2 separate regions of the Mus musculus genome follow, and region 2 is linked to region 1. Evidence: chromatin contacts called from public HiCAR-type data. All regions are on one chromosome and are shown on one strand. The core of a region is the stretch at or near the end of the contact, and the rest is flanking DNA. Distances in the headings are between cores, read along the strand shown. Region 1 holds the start of Camsap2 (calmodulin regulated spectrin-associated protein family, member 2). Region 2 holds the start of Lhx9 (LIM homeobox protein 9).

Region 1 (2,766 bases), core at 60-2,559:
TCTGTAATGCCTTATTGGGTTCAAGGAGGAGTGTTTCTGGGGATTAAACAGAAATCAAAAGGGAGGGGCTTGCTCCTGGAGCTGCCCTTTTCGATAGTAGGGATCAAAACGCCTCCCCTCATGTTTCATATGTCTCCCATCTTAACGGCTGATGATAATAGGGAGGCCCTAGTCGTACAAAGTAAGATAGTTCTGGGTTCAGACTGTGACTATGCCTTTACTATATCTGCAATTTAAGAGGCTTTTCTGACTCTTAGCTCTCTCATCTGTAAAATGAAAACCACCCAGGATTACATAAATTAAAATCAGATGTGTTAAAACAAGAAGTGGGGAATTAGAAAGTTAACCAAACTCGGTGTTAACTACAGTAACATTCTCCCTTTGACCCTAGACATTGATAGAGCAACTACTGTGAGGTTTAGCATCATATAGGTGTCAGAGACAAGGCAAGTCAGCTTGAAAGCTAAAGACAGTTGGTGGTTGGAATGCAGTGTGACAAGTTATGACATAAAGGACATACATTGCTCTGGAATCAGTTCTGCACGGGAAGTTGGCAGTATCAGGGAAGGCTTTCTGGAGGGAGTGACTACTGTGGACAGAGACCACAGAGACAGGCAGCGCACAGCTCTGAGAAAGCATACCCATGTGGGGGAACGGAGAGAGTTCTGGCAAGACGAACTGCGACAAATCATAATTGTGGATGTTCTTTGTGGAAGGGTTTATGTTTCTTTCTACGAGGAAACAGAAGGTACCAAAAAACCGGATCCTTCACTTAGAAAACTTAAGTGGGGAGTATCAAGTTAAAACGTCATGACGTGAAATGTATACAGCTTTGGAGAGTTTAAACCTGACCTTCAACCCTGGTTAAACCCCATGGGTGACTTAAGTTACTGCATCCCTCCATAATTTCGTGGTCAACCAGCTGTATCACCTCTCTCAGGGTTACTGCAAGGATTAAATGGGTGTGCAAGGCAAATTCTCAGCAATACGCGTGTGACATAAGCAGCATTTGAAACAAATATCAATTCTCTTGGCTGAACCACGTGTAGCGGGAGGAGAAAAGCCTCTCCTCTCCCTTTCTTTCCTTCCCTCGTCCAGCAGTGTCGGCGGCAGCAGCCCAAAGCTGCGGATGTACAGAACGTCCAATCCAGCGGGCACTGTGCTGATTAATGGATAGGGGCGCGGAGCCCATCGCGGGCGGCAGCGAGGCTGGGCATGCTCAGTGCGCATGGCGGCGCAAGACAGCGGCGGGGGCGGGGCCGGGCGCGCCAGGCGCATGCTCAGTGTTCCCATCTGCTCTTTCCATCCAGTGCCGCAGCCGGAAAACCGCAGCGACGGCGGCGGCGGCGGCTGAAGGGGAGCGAGGCGTCCGGCCACGGGAGGGGTAGCGGAAAATACGAGGACAAGCCCGATAAGGCAGGAGCCGAGGGCCCGTGATTTGATTTGCGGCCTCCCCCAGGCCGCTGCCTTGGCCCTGAGCTGCGCCGAGGAGGCGGGCGGCGGCGATCGGAGCGCCGGAGAAGCGCCGGGCCGCGGGCGGCTCGCGCGCTGCAGCGATTCTGACGTTTTCCGCGGCGGGTCCCGCGGCCCGAGGGGCGGCCGTGAGTGAGGCGGGGCGTGCGCGCTCCGCCATGGCGGGGACACTGTCCGCGACGTGATCGTCCAGGCTGCCCCCGCCCGAGCATTCCGGGCCCTCTCAGCCGCCACCCTCCTGCGAGCCCGTGTGACTAAACGGAGACAAAGGGGAGGCGGAGGGGCAGACCCGGGCCGGAGCGAGCGCGGCCGGGTGCCGCCTCACGTCTATGCCCGGGGCCGCGGCGGCTCCCGCGGGCGGCGGACTCGCGACGAGCACAGCTGAGCTTTTCCGTGCCCGGCGCCCGGGAGGGCCGCGACCGGCGCGGACGATCTGAACTCCTCTCTCCGCCACACCATGTGAAGGCCGTCGTCCCTCCATCCCAACCAGCCGCCGTGAAAGATGGGGGATGCTGCAGACCCGCGGGAGATGAGAAGGACGTTCATTGTTCCAGCCATCAAACCCTTTGACCACTATGACTTCTCCAGGGCCAAAATCGCCTGCAATCTGGCCTGGCTGGTGGCCAAAGCCTTTGGGACAGGTAAGTGGTGTCGTCCCTTTCCTCTTCCTCCCGATGCTGTCCACATCCCAGTTTTTGTTCCTGATTCCAGCCCCCTCCCCCATGTGTATCTTCCGGTACAGGTTTAGGGAGATGACGGGAGACGAGCTCTAGGAGAAAGAAAGAAGGCAGGTTTGGTCTTAAATGAGGTGCCCTTGACTGACGCGGGAGGGGTTGACCGGGTTCCTTTTATTGAATAGCGTGTGTCTAAATTCCGCGAGCAAATTATCGTGTTTTCCCAAAATGGCTCTAATGTGTGGTGTTTTCCTTATTATCTTGCATACGTTTCCCTTTCGGTCATAATTGTGGTTACCATACCAAGAAATCTGAGCTTATTACTGGAAGAAGGTGGGGTACTATATTGATCTTGACATTTGTAATGGTGGTTGCTAGTCAGGCTATGTAGGATGAAAGGTGGTCAGTGTTGAAGTGCAGTATCTTTTGTAGGCGTTCCTTACTCCTCTCACAGCCTTTCATACACATTCCAAATTCTCGTTAAGCCACCCATTAAAACCACTTTTAGTTTTCTGACTGGATAGTGCTTTTTCACTTAATGTCACTGAGGCATATTTCCTTTTCCAAATGTATTTTGACGTCATAAAATCAGATAAACAACCCCTCCTTCCTTTGAATT
Region 2 (2,818 bases), core at 247-2,746, 2.5 Mb before region 1:
TTCACACGGTTCCTTTATTCTCTTCTTTCTTCCTTTCCTTCCCTAGCCCCTTTCCCCAGCTTCTTCTCCTCAGCCTTCCTTCCAGATTGGGTTAAAGTTCCACGTGGAGCCGCCTGGGTGGAGGGAGGCGGCGGTGCCGCGGGGTGCTTCTCCAGCTTTCTAGACAGAAGCCCCGATGCTCGCCCGCAAGCCCGAGAAGTGGTGGTGAAGCCGAGACTGGCGAGCAGGCAGAGAGGAGCGGGAGCGGCCAGGCTTTCTTCCCTTTCGGATTAAGTTCCCGTCGCTGCTCCTGGCATCACGATCCTAGGACTCCCCCCACCCCCACCCCGTGGTCGTTTCAGTGAATCCACAATATCAGAGTATTGCGGTATTGTGGACACGTTTTAATGGGTCCAGAGGGAGGGGAAGGGCCGAGCTAACTAGAACAGAGGGCGACAGAACAATACCATCTCTTGTGAGGAGCAGTCTGCCATCCTGCCTGTTAGTTCTCACTTCCCCGCCTCCACCCAGAGCCTCTTTCACACCCTTCTAAGTGTGTGGAACACTAGCGGCTATTGCCTCGTCGTCCTACCCTAGTCGGGCATCCAGCTCACCCAAGACCTGTGCACGGTGACAAATTCCAAAGGGGACTCTAGAATTCCAAGTTTACCTTCAATCTAGAATTAGGTAAAAGAGTAACCCGCTCCACGGTCAAGGTTCTGTTAAGTATACAGTCTACAAAAGCATGTCCTGGCCTGTACACTCGAAAAATTTACTATATATATGTATATATATATATAGTAAATATATATATTTCCAAAAGTATTACTCAGAAAAGTAGGCTCTCCACGCCCCTTTTTCACTTTGGTGGACGTCTCAGAGCCTGGTGGCACCGCCTGCCCTCGGGGAGGTTAGGCAAGCAGACAACTGTCTGAAGAGTGCTTTTAATAAGTAAGTTAAGAAGAGATGGGGAGCAAGGGAGCATACATTAAAAGTACCGTTTCCGTGGAGTGATTCAAAGTCTGTGGGGTTTTTATACATTTCTGGTGACAGTCTTGTAAAACGGGGATTTAAAAAAGTCTGTAGATGAGAAGGAAACTTAAGGTTTGGAACTGATCTTCTGTGCACTCCTGGCTGGGGTCGGATAAACTAGGATCAAATCCAGGATGCGGACAATAAGGGCTCCTTTACCGCTTTGAAAACATGACTGTTGGGAACTCTTGGAAAGATGTATGCTTGAGGGTGTGTGTGTGTGTGTGTGTGTGTGTGTGTGTGCAGGCGCGCATGTGGGGAGGGGGTAAAGACCCCCTCCTTCTGCCTTTCCCCCAGTCCCCCACCCCTTTGTAATGTTTGTCCCTGCTTGCCCATCACCAGGGGGTTGAGAGGAGGTATGACAGGTCTTTGTTGTCTGAATAAAAATCCGTGGCAGCTCCAGGGAGAGGACTCCTCCTACTAAATTATCAAAAATGGGCTGGCTTTAGTCTCTTAACAAATTGGACACAGCTCCGGCTGGAGCAGTCCCCAACGCAACCTACAGGCACTGGGAACTTGCAGGCAGCCGGGGACCGCTGAATCTAGCACTTCGTTCTCTTTCTTTGTGTTCAAAACTATTTTTCTTTCTTCCTTAGATTTTGTTTTCCTCCCCCCCACTTCAACCCCCCTCGGCAGTTGTTTTCCATTAGTAACTCGATCTCTCGCTGCAGTTAGAATCGCCTGCTTTTCCCTCCGTCCGCGTTTGTTTGTTTTCTGCACATCTCCTTCTGGAAAACCCTGGATATCCCCCCCCCCCGCCCCCTTCCCCGTCGTTCTTTTGCCTCGGTCTTTTCCCTCTCAAGTAGAGCTATTTCTACTCTGTCGTTTTCTTCTTTCCTCTCTTGTCCCTGTTCCCCAACGCGTCTCTACGCTTCTGCATCGCGCAGCCCTGTGCGGTCGCTTTTGCTTCTTCACTCGAATGAACTGAGAGCCCCAGGCGTGTGTTTATGGAAATAGTGGGGTGCCGAGCCGAAAACAATTCGTGTCCTTTCCGCCCCCCAGCCATGCTCTTCCACGGAATCTCCGGAGGCCACATCCAAGGTATCATGGAGGAGATGGAGCGCAGATCCAAGACTGAGGCCCGTCTGACCAAAGGCACTCAGCTCAACGGCCGCGACGCGGTAAGGACCAGTCCGGGCGCGGCGCCCGGGAAACAGCGAGTCTCCCGGTCCGCCCAGGTTGGGGATGGCGGGTCCCGGGGACTTTTGCCTAGGGATGTTCGCAAGGTTTTCACGAGAGGCGTGCTTGCTAGGCAAGGTTCCCTTTCCGAATCGAGGTGTCTAAGATGTTGTAGTCCTGAGCTCTCCAGTCTTTGTATAGCAGCTGATCCCGAGCCGACAGGGCAGCGGGCCTTGGAAGGAGCGGGCGTGCTCCCTGCCAACCACAAACTCCAGTCTCCCGCGACCTGGCCGCCAGGCCGGATCCGCCCGCCCCCAGGGCAAGCCTTGGTGCAGTTAATAGGGGGACTACTTACCGGCCTGGCGTCCTTGCCCTGGGATAGAAGACAAGACCTTCAGAGTAGACCTCAACGTTCTGGTCCTTTTCCCATTCTTCGGAGCTCAGCACCCGAAACCAGAGATTGTTAGGGGCTCTGCAGGACAGTTCAGCTGCTCTGGTCGTCACAAAAATTGCGTTTCTCTTCCTTATGGGACCAGTGTATTGGATAGTGGGAAATCAAATCAAATAAAATGCGAAGGAGCGGGTCCCTAGTCTAAAAGCAAGAACATGAGCGCTACAACCTCAAGAGATGGAATCTACTATTGCGGTTCCTATTCGTAACAGCAGTTATTATGTCTTCGTGAAAATA

Evidence for each region. HiCAR-type assays count read pairs that join an accessible place to other places.
Region 2: a HiCAR-type map of astrocytes shows a contact between it and region 1, with 6 times the contacts expected there. The contact joins the promoter of Lhx9 here to the promoter of Camsap2 in region 1. A contact is called at or near these places in 1 of 39 promoter capture datasets (liver) and 1 of 115 datasets of contacts at active chromatin or transcription factors (astrocytes).

Annotation. Positions count from the first base shown.
Region 1 is chr1:136,344,647-136,347,412 of GRCm38.p6, reverse strand. It overlaps Camsap2 (calmodulin regulated spectrin-associated protein family, member 2), which reads left to right and starts at 1,309. Exons shown (of 18, transcript NM_001347109.1): 1 at 1,309-2,114. The coding sequence starts at 1,976.
Region 2 is chr1:138,841,122-138,843,939 of GRCm38.p6, reverse strand. Lhx9 (LIM homeobox protein 9) reads left to right here and starts at 1,496. Exons shown (of 5, transcript NM_001042577.1): 1 at 1,496-2,132. The coding sequence starts at 1,959.